Regions from separate parts of the Arachis hypogaea genome. Here region 2 is linked to region 1. A link is a contact called in public Hi-C data. All regions are on one chromosome and are shown on one strand. The core of a region is the stretch at or near the end of the contact, and the rest is flanking DNA. Distances in the headings are between cores, read along the strand shown.

Region 1 (3,215 bases), core at 265-2,764:
CCACAACAAACTCAGAGTTTTCTCTGTTATATAGCTTAATCCGTATGTTTCTAGAGGCCTGTAGATTCTTCTCAATTGCCCTCACAAGTGTTTGGAAAAATTCTTACCTTGCCTTGAGCTGCGACTCTGCTTCCTTCCCTTTCCTAACAAAGAGCTAAGCCAAACGCCCATATGTTGACTTGACAAGTGAACCCACAGGTAGGTTACGTGTACACTTTAGGACGTCATTGATACACTCAGAAATATTAGCTGTCATATGGCCGTATCGGCGGCCGCCATCCCGATATTGGATCCACAACTCTAAACCGATCCGGTTACACCAATCAACTATCCCCGGGTCTTCTCTTTCAAGATATCTATGTAATATTGATGCTCCTGTTTAGACTTTGCGTATGCTGCATTGACAAGAATCTTTTGTGCATCCTTAGATTTGAAGTTAAACGCAAAATTAGTAGCTATGTGTCATGCAATTTGCACGATATGCGGTCGGTGGGAGCCACCCACTATCTGCGGCAACCAACGCAGCTTTGATTGTGTTGTGGCAATCAGAGATAACTAGAATGCCGGGCTGCAAAGTCACGTGCTTATGAAGGTGACTCAAGAAAAACTTCCACAAATCTGTGTTCTCACCCTCTACTAACTCGACCTCATGAAAGCTTGGAATCAAGCAGGGACACTGTTCATACCCTGACCCATAAATAAAGCCAAACCCAAAAAAGGATAAAAGGCCCATCCAAATAGGATGACCTCTCCATCTTACCTGACCTCTTAAAGAGGTCGGACGTGACAAGAAAGGTTCAGTTTTACTTAAATAAGTAACAACCTCCCCTAAATCTCTCCTACTATCTCTATCTCCACCAAAAGATAAGATCCCAATAAACTCCCAAGTTCCAAGATAAAGGGAATGGTTATCCACCAATAAAGGTATAACTACTTAAAAATGTGGTTATCTATTCTACTATAAATAAACTGATACCCCTCAGGTATATTCCCGTTCTACTATACTAAAAATCTGCCTAAAGCCATTGCAAGCTTAAGCATCGGAGTCTCTTGCAGGTACCACCCCCACCTCCTCATGAGGAACTTGGATGGCGGCACCACGGTACTAGAACAAGTTGGACGTTGCTTAAAAAGGAATTTGGACCTCACATTCAGGTCCAAATCATCGGTTTAGATAACACTCGGAACAAAAACTAATTTAATAAAAAGGGTAACAACTATTTAAAAAAATATTTAGGGCATAGCATTCCATTCCCAGGAAAAATTGGCCACTTGTGATTCATCTAATATATATATATATATATATATATATATATATATATATATATATATATATATATATATATATATATATATATAGGGAAATTATAGCGTACAGAGGTTATTGTATATAGAGTTGAAGAGATTTCGTTTTATTAAAGATTGTGGTGACAAGTGGCATGATGATCTTTGTAGGGGAGCAGCTCGGCAGAGGTGTCAGAGTCATTGTCTAGGTTGGACGTTGTTGGAGCCGCGCTAAGCAGTAAGAGTGAGGAAAGCTCATAATGGGCTTTGGCGGTGGACCCCGTAACCGTTATTCTATATGCATTGGAGCAAACATTTTGGACCAAGCGTGTATGTGCTATGGGCTGTTAGTGGGTTTAAGGAATTAGAGTGTTAAGGTGGTTAGAATAGGAGGAACAAAACATAGTTTTAAGGAACAGATGAGCCTGCCGACAAATAAAAATATTTGAGTTAAATAAAAATTAAAAGTATTTAGAAATAAGTATACAAATTTTGTGATTAATTTGACTTTTGGAACGAAATACCAAAAAAAAAAACTTTGAGAACGTAAAAAAAGTTATGAATTGAATTAAGTAAGATATTTAAAAATTGATGTATAATAAAATCAAGATAGATATATACAAACGTTCAGTACAAATGAATGGGTTATAAACAGAATTTCTTTTTTTTTTTTTATCTTGTCTGCAGTATTTAGACATATATATTCAAATTATCTTCTTATATTTTTGTGCAAAACCCTTAAAGGAAAAGCATATATAAGTCGCAATTTGCTTTAGTACTCTAGGACAGGAGACTGTCATGTGTTTCTACATTAGGGTGTTATTATATAAGTTTCAAGCTTGTCGTGTGCCCATTAATTGGATTATAATGTTATATTCTAATTTGCATCACTTGAAATTTTGCTATTATGGTATTATACTATAAGGATGACATTAGTTTTTGTAATCTGATGCGAATCTTCTTACTTTTTTGTTTGTCGTTTGAATACCTTCCGTAAAAAATGGTTACTTATAGTGAAACACTGCTTAAAGAGAGATAGAAAATTGTGATACGGATTGTTCTAGTTTGCTTTTGTAATCCTGTTTCGATATTACATCATTTGAATAGGTTAATAGTTGCATTTCAAGGTGGTTAGTTTAAAAAGGCGTTGTCTTTCTCCTTTTCTCTAGCTCTCTCTTCCTCTCTCCATGTCTCTCTCCCTCTGTTTATGAAATGTCGATATCGGTAGCGCTCGCTGTCTCTCCTTCACTCATCTCTTGTTGCCTTTGTCTGTCTCTGTATCTGTCTCTCCGTTATTGTTTGTCTGTCTCCGTCTGTCACCCTGTATGTATGACTCACTCTCCATCCCTTCTTACCCTGTATGTATGTCACTACCGGTGGTGACGGCACCCTTTAGCTGACGAGAAAAGTTCGACGATGGCGAAGGCGGTGGCTGCTGTTGGTGGTGGCTGAGAGAGAGGGGGTAGTGGGTTAGGGTTTTTGTGTGAAGGAGGGGAACAAAGAAGGCATGCTTTCAGGTGACACCGTTTCAATCTGTTATATGTTGGATTTTATTTTTTAATTAAAATTTTGAAAACCGGTAAAAAACCATCTGGTTCACCGGTTTATTGCCGGTTCGACGAGTTTTTGCGTCGGTTTTGCTAGGCGGTTTCCATGTCAACCGGATTGGCTAGGGAACTGGTTTCCAATTAGGAAATTAGGGCTGCACACTGTGAATTGGCCAGGGTTCCCTTCGGTTCAGCTAGTCAACCCCGGCCCTGTTCAGTGGTATCTGAACGGGTTCCTATTTCGCCTTGTCCTTTGGATATGCGCGGTACGGTTTGGCTCGGCTTTGATCCAAATGCTACTCTCATCCGAATAATTAATTCGCTTGCGGTGCGGGTTGAATTGGGTGCTTCTTTAAAAAAATTTACTCCAACGCGATCCTATTT
Region 2 (3,215 bases), core at 400-2,899, 75 kb before region 1:
AAAAACTATGTAAAAACAATGCCAAAAAGCGTATAAATTATCCGCTCATCACAGGCCTTTATAGCTAACATTGCATAATGCAATTGGGTGAAATTGAGTGATGAATTCTGGCCTTGTAACCTTCAGAATAAGGGTGATTAAGGCTTTATTGTGACTTTTAATATTACTTGGCTCTTCCCAGCAGCTCTTAACATGATTGATGACGCTCTCCCCTATAATATCCCAATTTTCTTTGTAGAAAATGGCTGGGAAGCCATCCAACCCAGGTGCTTTGAGGGACCCAATCCTGAAGAAAGCATTTTTAATCTCTTCCCCAGTGGGCATCACATCCATATTCCGTTTTACATCCTCATGAATCTTTGGGTAGGATTTGGAGGATTGGAGTTGTATTGTATCACCTTGTTCTTGGTACAAGCATGTGAAAAAATTAATTGCTAAGTTTTCCAACTCCTCTTGGTCTTCCACCCAAGTCCCTTCATTATTCCGCAGCTTAAGGATCTTGTTCTTCCTCCTAAGAATAATGGTTCTTGTATGATAGTAGCGGGTGTTACAGTCCCCATCAATAATCCACTTCTCCCGAGACTTTTCCAACCACAAAATTTCTTCTCTATCAAGGGTATCTGCCAGCTCTTTATGAAGTTGAAGTTCTAACCTTTCAAGAAAAGGGTTCTTACCATTTGCCTGAGCCCTCTGTATGCCTCCAATGCGATTAATAAGTCTTCTCTTCATCCTTTCAACATGGCCAAAAACTTCCTTGTTCCACCTAGAGAGGTTGCTACACAGGGCTGTGAGAGTATTGTCAAGACTCTCCTCGTAATTCCAGTTCTGTCTGACGGTTTTCTTGTACTCAGGGTGTGTAATCCACATCGCTTCATATCAGAAGGGTCTTTCATACCTACTGGCTAACTGGGGATTTAGAGTAACAAGGAGGGGATGGTGATCCGAGCGCATTCGAGTTAACACATCAATTTTTGCCTCCGCAAACTTAGTTCTCCAGTCAATATTACAAAGGGCCCTATCTAACCTTTTAAAAACACGTTCCATCCCTTCCCAGATAGGGCCCTTCCAAGTAAATTTGGCCCAATGTATCCCAAATCTATCAAACAACAATCATCTATCCATTTTTTAAATTTTGCGCAAGCATGTAAGTCTGTTCGTCCCCCACCCTTCTTTTCCGAGGCGCACATAATCTCATTGAAATCCCCTACAAGGAGCCAAGCTTTGGACATACATGTCGCTATAGTTCTCAACTCTGACCATAAACTCCTTCTAGTCCTTTCTTGTGGGCTCGCATAGATTGCTGTTAGCATCCAGCTATGGTTGTTTCCATGAGTTACCTCCATATGTATGAATTGCACACAAGATCTAACCACTTTAACAGAGATATTTAGGTCATTCCAAATAATCCAAATTCTTCCACTAAAACCGTTGGCATCCTGCACATGACTAAAGGCAAACCCACTTCTATCAATAGTGCGGCGCGCAGTATCTCCACTACACCTCGTTTCCTGTAGGATGACCAGATCAGGTTTATGCATTCTCAGATATTCCTTAAGGGTGCGAGTGAAGGACTGACTCGCTGCCCCTCTACAATTCCATGAGAAAATAATCATCAGATCAGATCTAAAGAAAAGAAAGGATGGCCTCATTGCTCCATAGCTGCATCGTCCTCCCCACGGGGCACTTCCACTTCCATGGTTCCCTCGCCCTCCTCTCTTTCCTTTATCGGGCCGCTTCCCTTCCCATTCTCTAACCAGTGATTTTGGTTCTCTTCCACCATGCCAGCTCTCACACCCTTGGCTTCGTAGAGAAGAGCAGCCTCAGCCATTATCTCCGTATCAATTGTGTTCATGTCTGGTGGCTCTGGCTCAGGACTCTCATCCATTGCTTCATCAACTTGTCCTGTTTCTGGGACAAATGACTCTTCCATTTGTGAATCTTGTGAATTGAAGGTGGGGTCTGAGTTTTGTGACTCTGGGGCATTATTGGAGCTAAGGTTTGGGATATTATTTGTCAGATTCTTCATATTTGGTTCAATGGTGTGGCTGTGGGGTGTTTGGTTTATGTTTCTAATTTGGGTCAGGATTTTTTCTTTTTGTGGGTGCTTAGTTTGGTCTGGTGGGTTACTGGGGTTAAAAACTAGTTGGGTTGCTTGGCCTACATTGCCATTGGACTTTGGTTAGGCTGAAATGGTTATTATTGTACTTTTTTGGTTATAGGCTTTCTCATTACTTTTGGATGCTTGGTTCTCTTTCCTTTTGCTCATTGTGGGTGCTAAAGTCAGGGTGCTTGTCGTATTGTTGGGGACATTCCCTGTGCCCTCATGATTGGCTTTGGGGTCATTATTGTTCTCATCATCGAGGACAGCAAACCTCGTATCAGCAATTGCTACCTTTCCTTTCCTTACCTCTCCTCCATTCACCCCACTACTTGTACCTGTGTCTCCCCCTTTTTTTTGTATTTCTGCCACGCGTCCCCCTTTGTACGATCCAAAGGGCTCTTCTAGTACGTCAATGATGCTTTTGCCCTTGTCAAGGTTGGCATTTCCCGTATTAACCTTTCCATTTATGTCTCCTCCACTTCCATTCCCCTGAATTTCTCCTTCTCTCTGTGCCTCTTCTGTGACTTTCTAGCCAACGTTCTCCCCAGTTTTTCTGCCTGGACAATTTGCTTTTTCATGCCCCCACAATCCCACAAGAGAAGCATATATTATGTATGCCCTCGTACTCCACCAAGTAGCGGATTCCATTAATGGAGTATTGGGAGATCAGTGGTTGTGATAGGTCTAGCTCAAGCACAACCTTGCAAACCTTCCTCGACACTTGTTAGCTGTGTTAGTGTCTACTTTTAGTGTTCTTCCGATTACATTGCCAATCTTCTGCAGCATTTCATCTTCATAATATTCGATAGCAACGCCGGACAACCTTATCCACGCTGCCACCGTGTCAATGGTAGCTTCCATTGGGTTGAAGTCTGGCTTCCAAAATCTCAGAGTGAGATAGTGGTCAAATATCTTTCATGGCCCCCCAGTGAGGGTGTACTCAAGATCCTCTTGAGAGAAGAATTTGACGATAAAAAACTCATTCCCTATATCAATGACTTCAATACTTCCCTATTTCCCCCACATTGCTTCAAGCCTCCTAGTAAGCACCGGCAAGGATATCCTCCTTCCCATAAGCTTAACAATGAGTGTTTTCCACCAGGGCATTCTTAAG

What was found. Hi-C and Micro-C count contacts between places; a contact is called where the count stands out from the background.
Region 2: a contact with region 1 is called in a Hi-C map of leaf, with 3 times the contacts expected there. The contact joins the promoter of LOC112721076 here to the enhancer-like site in region 1. A contact is called at or near these places in 4 of 8 Hi-C or Micro-C datasets (leaf and an unstated tissue).

Annotation. Positions count from the first base shown.
Region 1 is chr11:17,657,845-17,661,059 of arahy.Tifrunner.gnm2.J5K5, reverse strand. No RefSeq gene overlaps it. Among protein-coding and RNA genes, the nearest start is that of LOC140176322, 7.4 kb to the right of the region's middle. Within about 2 kb of position 1,514, at least 3 of the 3 cell types and tissues checked have open chromatin away from gene starts, as enhancers often do.
Region 2 is chr11:17,733,193-17,736,407 of arahy.Tifrunner.gnm2.J5K5, reverse strand. It overlaps LOC112721076, which reads right to left and starts at 1,649. Exons shown (of 1, transcript XM_025772152.1): 1 at 1,020-1,649. The coding sequence starts at 1,649. The coding sequence ends at 1,020.